Linked DNA regions of Mus musculus: region 1 is linked to region 2. A link is a contact called in public targeted proximity ligation data. All regions are on one chromosome and are shown on one strand. The core of a region is the stretch at or near the end of the contact, and the rest is flanking DNA. Distances in the headings are between cores, read along the strand shown.

Region 1 (3,490 bases), core at 681-3,180, 100 kb before region 2:
CTCCCCGGCTTTATTCTTAGCTCCTGTGGAGCCTTTGCCTTGCTGAGCAATGTGGGATTGTATGTTAACAGTTACTTCATTGCTGTTGACCTGGGAAAGCAGGGTCACCCTCATTTTCTGTAATCTCAGCAGCAAAACATCGTTAGCCTCCGTGGACTGGGTAACACCTTAGCTCTTTGGTTAATTATCCTGTTTGGTATTTTCTCTTTTAAAACCTTAAAACATGTTTTTAGTTGAAACAGAATTACATCCGTCCCTCTCTTTCCTTCCTCCCAAGCTCTGCATCTATTGATTGCCTTCCCCACCTCCAAGTTGATAGCCTCATTTTCTTTGATTGTGCGAAACACTAATTGTACCACACAACTCCTGGTTTTGCTTACTCCCTAAGCTCTGTTGTCAACCATTTTGCTGTTTCCATGAATTTGACTATTTGAAAATATATACCACGTGATGTAACACAGAGTGATGTGTAATAAGTGGTCCAAGAGAGAGAGAAACCCAGGTTCAATCCCCAGCAGGTTCCGTTCCTCCCTCTATAGTCCCCAGCCTCCCGTCCTGAGCAGTTCATAAGTCTAGGACTCAATTAGAGCATGCCATGTTCCCTGTAGTCTAGAGTCTGCAGATCCGATGGCGGCAGGTGTTATCAACTTGCTAGATACAACTAACTATAAAGAGCTTCCTGTCTCTGGCACAGCTTTGCTAAGTTTAAGTGGTGAGGCTCACATGAAAGTATGTATTTTGCAAGTTGTCAAGCTTGATGTAGAATGCAATATTGTCTTCTTTTAAAAGTTTAGGCTATTGTTTTTGTTGTTTTGTTTGTTTGTTTGTTTTAAAGGGCCCAGTCCCTATGTGCTATTCCTTACCTGGTGGTTTATCTTGTTTTGTGTAAATAGGACCCACGAATGCCTTGTTTTAGCAGCTTGGCTACATTGCATCTTGATTTAAAAAAAAAAAAATCAGTCACTTTTTAAAGACATGTATGAGTAACCACAGCTTTATACAGGAGGGTTCTGGCAGTATTTTAACACATACTACTTTCATCTTGAAGGACTCACACCTGGAGCCATCCCTTGTTGTGCTGTGGGCGGTGCTGTGGGCGGTGCTGTGGGCGGTGCTGTGGGCGGTGCTATGGGCTTGCTGTTTCTTTCTTAGGTCCTCTCTGAGTAGTCCATGTGTATCATGTCTCTGATTGGCTTTCCTCCTTTCCCCAGCCCATATTCTGATTTTTCTTCTTTTACCTTCTAATTTTGCAAGCTTTCTAACAACTTGCAAATGGGAGGTAAGACTTCTGAGCTGCTGTATACCTGAGAGTGTAACACTCATGTATAATTGATTGCCTGGCTAGGTGTAGAGTTCCTGGCTGGAAATCACTGAGCTGTTGATAGGAAGGGCGTTGCTCACCTCCTAGCATTCCGGCTCCTTGTGAGAACACTAGCGCCTGCCGATTCTCAGTTCTTTACAGGGTCTCTTCTATTGTGTCTTTTGACATCGTTCATGAAAGCATTCAGCAGTTTAATGATCACCTGCCGCGATTGGGATGTGCTTTTTCGGTTATGTTTGTTTGTCTTTTGCTGGTGTCCAAAGAGCACTGTGATGATGAGTTTACCAAGGTGACAAAAACTAGGAGCAATTGGGAAGAGAGCCTCCGAGAGGGAGGGGGTGGCTCCGGTTGGCGCTGGGCCTGTCTGCGGAGGATTTTTCTTAATTGGTTAACTGAAGCAAGAAAACCCAATGTGGGCTGCACCCTTTGCTGGTGCGGGGTCTTGTTTAAGGAGAGACTTACTTAGCTGAGTACAGAGTATGGTGTTTCTTCTCTCTGCTATTGCTTTGTCAAGTGGCTGTTTATCTTGAGTCCTCAGGCAGACTCACCTGCAGGGAGGGACTGTAGGTAGCATGGAGTTGTGAGCCCTGCTTCTGTCTGCGCCTGGGCAGAGCTCAGAAAGGCACAGAGTTCACAGCACCAGGAAGGAGCCGCTCATTCCTTTTGTTTTTATGTTCCGGGCTGCAGTATTGGCTTCCCTCATTGTCTATTCAGCTTCCTTCTGGACCTGCTGTAGGATGTTTGACTTGCCTCTGAACGCCTCTTCCCAAAGATAACTTACATTTTTCTTGGAACCCTTCTAAAGTTGTTAATTTATCAGGTTTATTTTATTTTCAGTTGCTGATAGCCCCTGAGTGGTCTCATAAACTAAGTAGATATTCAGAGATTAACTTTTTTACCTTTGAAATTTTATTTTTCTGCACCATTTTTTGCTTCAAGTTGCACTTTTTCCCCTTTCTTTTGTCTTTCACGTTAGATGTTTTATATGCCTGATGGTTTTGGAATGTCTTTTCTGAGGCAGAATGGGGCTCCACATATTAGAAGATGTGTCTTATTTTGGTCTGCTAAGTCTATTGTCTTCATTTTTCACCTCTAAAACATCTTGAAGATTTTACTATCTGGTTTCTGCTATCTTTGTTCTAGAAGATTTATGCCTTTTTCAAAGAAATAATGGTTTTTGTGTTGAGAATTTTGAAGAGAGGCACTAAATGTATTTGCTCATTTAACTTAAAGTCCATTTGGAAGTCTTAAAAACCTAAACCCAAACCAAATAAACCAACGACAAAAGGAGGTCAGGATTTGCAGCATCAGGCTTTGGTCAAACGCACTTGCAGGGCGAGCATCCACTCTAACTCTATTTCAAGGTGTGGTATACGTTTAGATGGTCCCAGGAGAATACTGGCTTCTTGTTAAGTCTGCAACAGCTGCCTCGCCTTTTTGGGCTCAAGGCTTTTTATGTCAGGGCCTTAAGTACCAATAAATGTGTAAATGATAATTAGGCCTCCTGATTAAAAAAAAATGCTTAAAAAGATTCTTATTGATGTTTCTAAAATGAATTTTCCAGAGGCTAAGCATATAATCCTTAGATTAAAATGCAGCAGACACACTAAGTTGTTTCCCATAACAAGCAGAATAATAGACTTTAAATCTATTTGCTGCTGACCACCCACAAAGGACATTCCTAGCCCAAAGAGATTAGATATAAATACAGCCCAGGGAGCTGGGCTAAACTTGTGAGTTTTATTCATAGAGAATGCTCCCACAAAGCACACAGTCTCAGACTACCAATGGGTAGGGAAAGGAGTTTTAGCTTTAATTCTGAGAGCAGGTCTCTGCATATATGAAGCAGCTTTAGGAGGACAGAATGGTTTTTTTTTTAAATAGGCTAACTAGCCATGGATAATTTCATAATTCTCTGGTGATCAATTCCTTTCTCTCTGAATATGGGGTGTACCCACTGTCTACATCCACGCACAGCTGTTTGGAGGAATGCTTTGGTCATTTTGCAGTAAGATATGTTTCTGGCCTTGGCGGTCACTAGATAACAGGCCTTGTTTTCAGAAGGCTGTGGTGACGCGCAACAGCCACTCCTCAATGCCTGTCTATCACTTCCATACCCAGACAGACAAGGAAACCCTGTCTCCATGCTGATTGCTAGGAAAACTTGCC
Region 2 (3,421 bases), core at 854-3,353:
TCACTCTGTCCTACCAGCACACACAGCACAATGCCCCTGGTGTCCCTTGTCTTCTGTGGGAAGGCTTCTGGGGTTCCTGACTGTATGGATTGTCATTATCATGATGCACTATTATTTTAAAGGAGACCTGGAGAAGAGGGGTCAGCTGTAATGGCCACCTACAATCTCAAAGTATGGCTTTGAAAAGTCACATTTGAAAGTCTTAAAAGAGCTACTCCAGAAATAATTTTCAAATCCATTTTTCTCTGTTGATTTTATTTACTTATTTTGTAATTCATCTTGTGGTGCTGGGAACTGAGCCCCAGGAACTTAGCCGTGCCCAGCAAGTCCTCCGCCCTGCAGCTCCATCTCCCAGCCTGTCCGCTTCTTTTTGGCACCCCTGACAGGTGACTGGTGCACTAGTACCCAGAGTAAACACTAGCAGTTTTACTCTCCAAATAGTATTTCATTTTCAAGGTAAGCTGAGACTTTTGTCATATGAAGCAAGGTGAGGCTTGGTGGAAATTTGAATGTATTATTTCCGTCTTGTTGAGATAAATCCATGGGGCTTTGGATTTATAGGTCGTCTGTTGTTTTTATTAAGAGGTGGTATGGTTTATATTACGTAAATGTAGATCTCTGCATTAACCTGAAGCTTTAACCGAATACTTTTACAGTGGCAAGAGGGGTCTAGGGTTTAACATTTTTGTCTCAGTATAGTTAGTTGGGACAGCTGCTTTTTTGCACCTCTGGTTTTAGTTATTGCAGGTGGAACATGATTTCTTTTCTCTTTTTCTTTCTTTCCTTTTTCCTTTCTTTCTTTGTATTGCCTTTGCTGCCCTGGAACTTGTTATGCTCAGCAAGCTGGTCGTGAACTTATAGAAATCTGCCTGTCTCTTTCCCACAAGTACTGGGAGTAAAGGTTTGCTCCACCATGATGGGCCAAACGTGATCTCTTAAAAGATGTTACAACTATCCAAAGTGGAGCATCTTTGTCCTTTGAGCTGTCTCTTCTCAGTACGCGTGGGTGTGATTGGGCAGTTGAGCGCACGCATGCCTGGCATCTGTGATGCTCTAGATTCCGTCCCTGGCACCCAGAGGGGAGGGGGAGTTAAGCCTGTTGTCATGTTCAGTAGACTGGTTATTTCAGTGCAAGGTTCAGGAATGGCGTCTTGATAATTTGTGATTGAGGCTTAGAATGGCCTTGCGTTTCACCATCGGCTTTAGATGAACCTCAAAAAGATTTAGAGCCTTATGGATTATAAAATGGGAGGGAAAGAGGAAGAGAGAAGCTGAGTGTTTAGTTACTTTTCTGTAGCTCTGGCTGTGCAGACCGGGACTAAGGCAACTTATAAAAGAAAGCATTTGATTGGGGGCTTGCTTACAGTTTGTGGAAACATGTGTAGGTAGGCAGCCCTGCCTGCTGAAACAGTAGCTGAGAGCTTACTTTTTTCTTCTCCTTCTTCAAGTTGGAGACAGAGATGGGCCTGGCCTGGGCTTTTGAAACCTCAAAGTTCACCCCTGTGACATAGCTCCAGCAAGGCCACACCTCCTAATCCTTCCTAAAGCAGTTCTGCCAACTAGGGACCTGACATTGAGTTTGTGGGAGCCATTCTCATTTAAACTTACCACAAGGGTTAAGGATTTAGTTTTTAATGAAGGAAAATGAATTATATGTGCTTTATGCTAATAAAAATGAAGGAAGTACAAAATCAAAAAGCTGAGACACAAGATGTGAGGTGTGGGGGAGGGGCTACTGCAGCTCTTTTTCAAGTTGTTTACCCTCATAATGCTGCTACTGTTACTGAGCCAGCCTCCTGCACGTGTAAGGTTAGGGTTAGCTTTGGGATTTTATGATGCAGTTTCAAAGTTAGCCTTAAACTGTCTGTCCCTTTGGTCTGAGATCACCTTTGAGTTCATAGGAGTGTACCATATTGTCTGGCTTGGAAACTTAGTACCTGACATGACCCTGGCTGAGAAACCAGCACACATGTAAAAGAGCCAGTTGCTGGATGTGAAACCGTAGCTGTCAGAGGTAACGAGGGAGAGCATGGCCTGAGCCTGCCATGCCTATCTGGATGACCCTGAGTCAGAGACAGGTGCTCAGTGGGCGTGGAGCCAGTCCTTTCCACAGGCCAGACAGTTGTTTTTCCTGGAATGTCACTCCTTAGCTCTGACTCAGCCTCTTTGATGGTCCTTCCGGTTGCCTGAGGGGACAAAAAGGAAAGCAGCAGTGATAAGCTTGACTCTGGCCAGGTGCTCTTGACAGGGAACTTCTGACTGGACACCTCACAGGCAACTTCTCTTGGGACAGAGCAGATGGTGTTGAACCTTGGCCAGTGGGTGCCCTCCAAATAGGCTTCCATTGGCTTTTGTACTTAACATGCTCGTCCCTGAGGCTGCCTCGGACCTGGTGGTAGGTGTGTTACCTGGACTGTACTCCATTGTCTGGAAATGGTACGGTGTGCTGCCTCCTTCTTTTGAGATTGGATTTTAAGACATCTGTTTAATTCTTGTGGAACTATACTTTTAAAATATGTGCTACTCCTATTTCAAACGGTCTTACTTTGTATCATATTAGGATTAAATATTAATACTTTCACCTTTTACTATTTTCATCGCTCTGCTGAGATTATTGTCATGAGAACTTATTTGAAATATACTCTGTTTCTGATGCAGGCTCTGCTGTGGTGGCTGCTGTCATTCTGACCTTGTCCAGCGTAAAGCTAGGGAAGCAGATGCTAGAGAGGAAAGGACGCGGTATTTTCTGGAGGTCTTATGTAGTTCACAAAAGTATCTCAGCAGATGAAGCCTTTTTAATAGAGGTCACATGGGACTGCAGCTTTCGCAAGGCCCCAGGGTGACACCCCAGTACTGTAGAGGTGACCAAATGGGAACAAACCCCAAGCCATCCACCCGGACGCCATGTGTGGACTCAGTGGCTGTCGGATCTCGCCGGAGGAGTTGTCCTGAGGCACTCAGACTTGAATCTTAGGAGCATGACATCCGTACTTTGTTGTCTTTGTTTAAAATGAGGGGACTCGTGATTTTAAAAGTCTTTGTGCTTAGGCTTCAGGCATGTTAAGGAGTTAGTAGTGGCTATCCATCCTGACAAATACTTTAACCATTTTTTCCCCTTCTACCTCCGGTATTGGGAATTGAACCCAGGCCCCTCTTTTATGCCAGTCGAGTACCTGGTCACGAAGCCACATCTTCGGTCCCACTGATAAATATTTAAAATCTTTACTAAAATCCTGGACTTAGGTATGGCAGGCCATTGAAAGGAACCAACCTGAGGCTTGAAGCCGTGGTGAACCTTGCCTGAGATCATGTGGTTAGAGGATGAAGGAGTCCATACTTGATGTTAGCTCTCTGACTTCACAGACTGGTCAACTCTGCCTCACTGGCTACACACAGCAGTGACATTAAGGAGGCAGCCTTA

The links.
Region 1: a contact with region 2 is called in a targeted proximity ligation map of trophoblast stem cells, with 12 read pairs. A contact is called at or near these places in 7 of 130 datasets of targeted methods (the HPC-7 cell line, embryonic fibroblasts, embryonic stem cells and 2 more) and 3 of 9 other capture datasets (adipose tissue, liver and pancreatic islet).

The regions. Positions count from the first base shown.
Region 1 is chr19:32,342,536-32,346,025 of GRCm38.p6, reverse strand. The region is part of intron 2 of Sgms1 (sphingomyelin synthase 1); the gene reads left to right. Among named protein-coding and RNA genes, the nearest start is that of Sgms1, 44 kb to the left of the region's middle.
Region 2 is chr19:32,241,078-32,244,498 of GRCm38.p6, reverse strand. All of the region lies in intron 4 of Sgms1 (sphingomyelin synthase 1), which reads left to right. Among named protein-coding and RNA genes, the nearest start is that of Asah2, 140 kb to the right of the region's middle.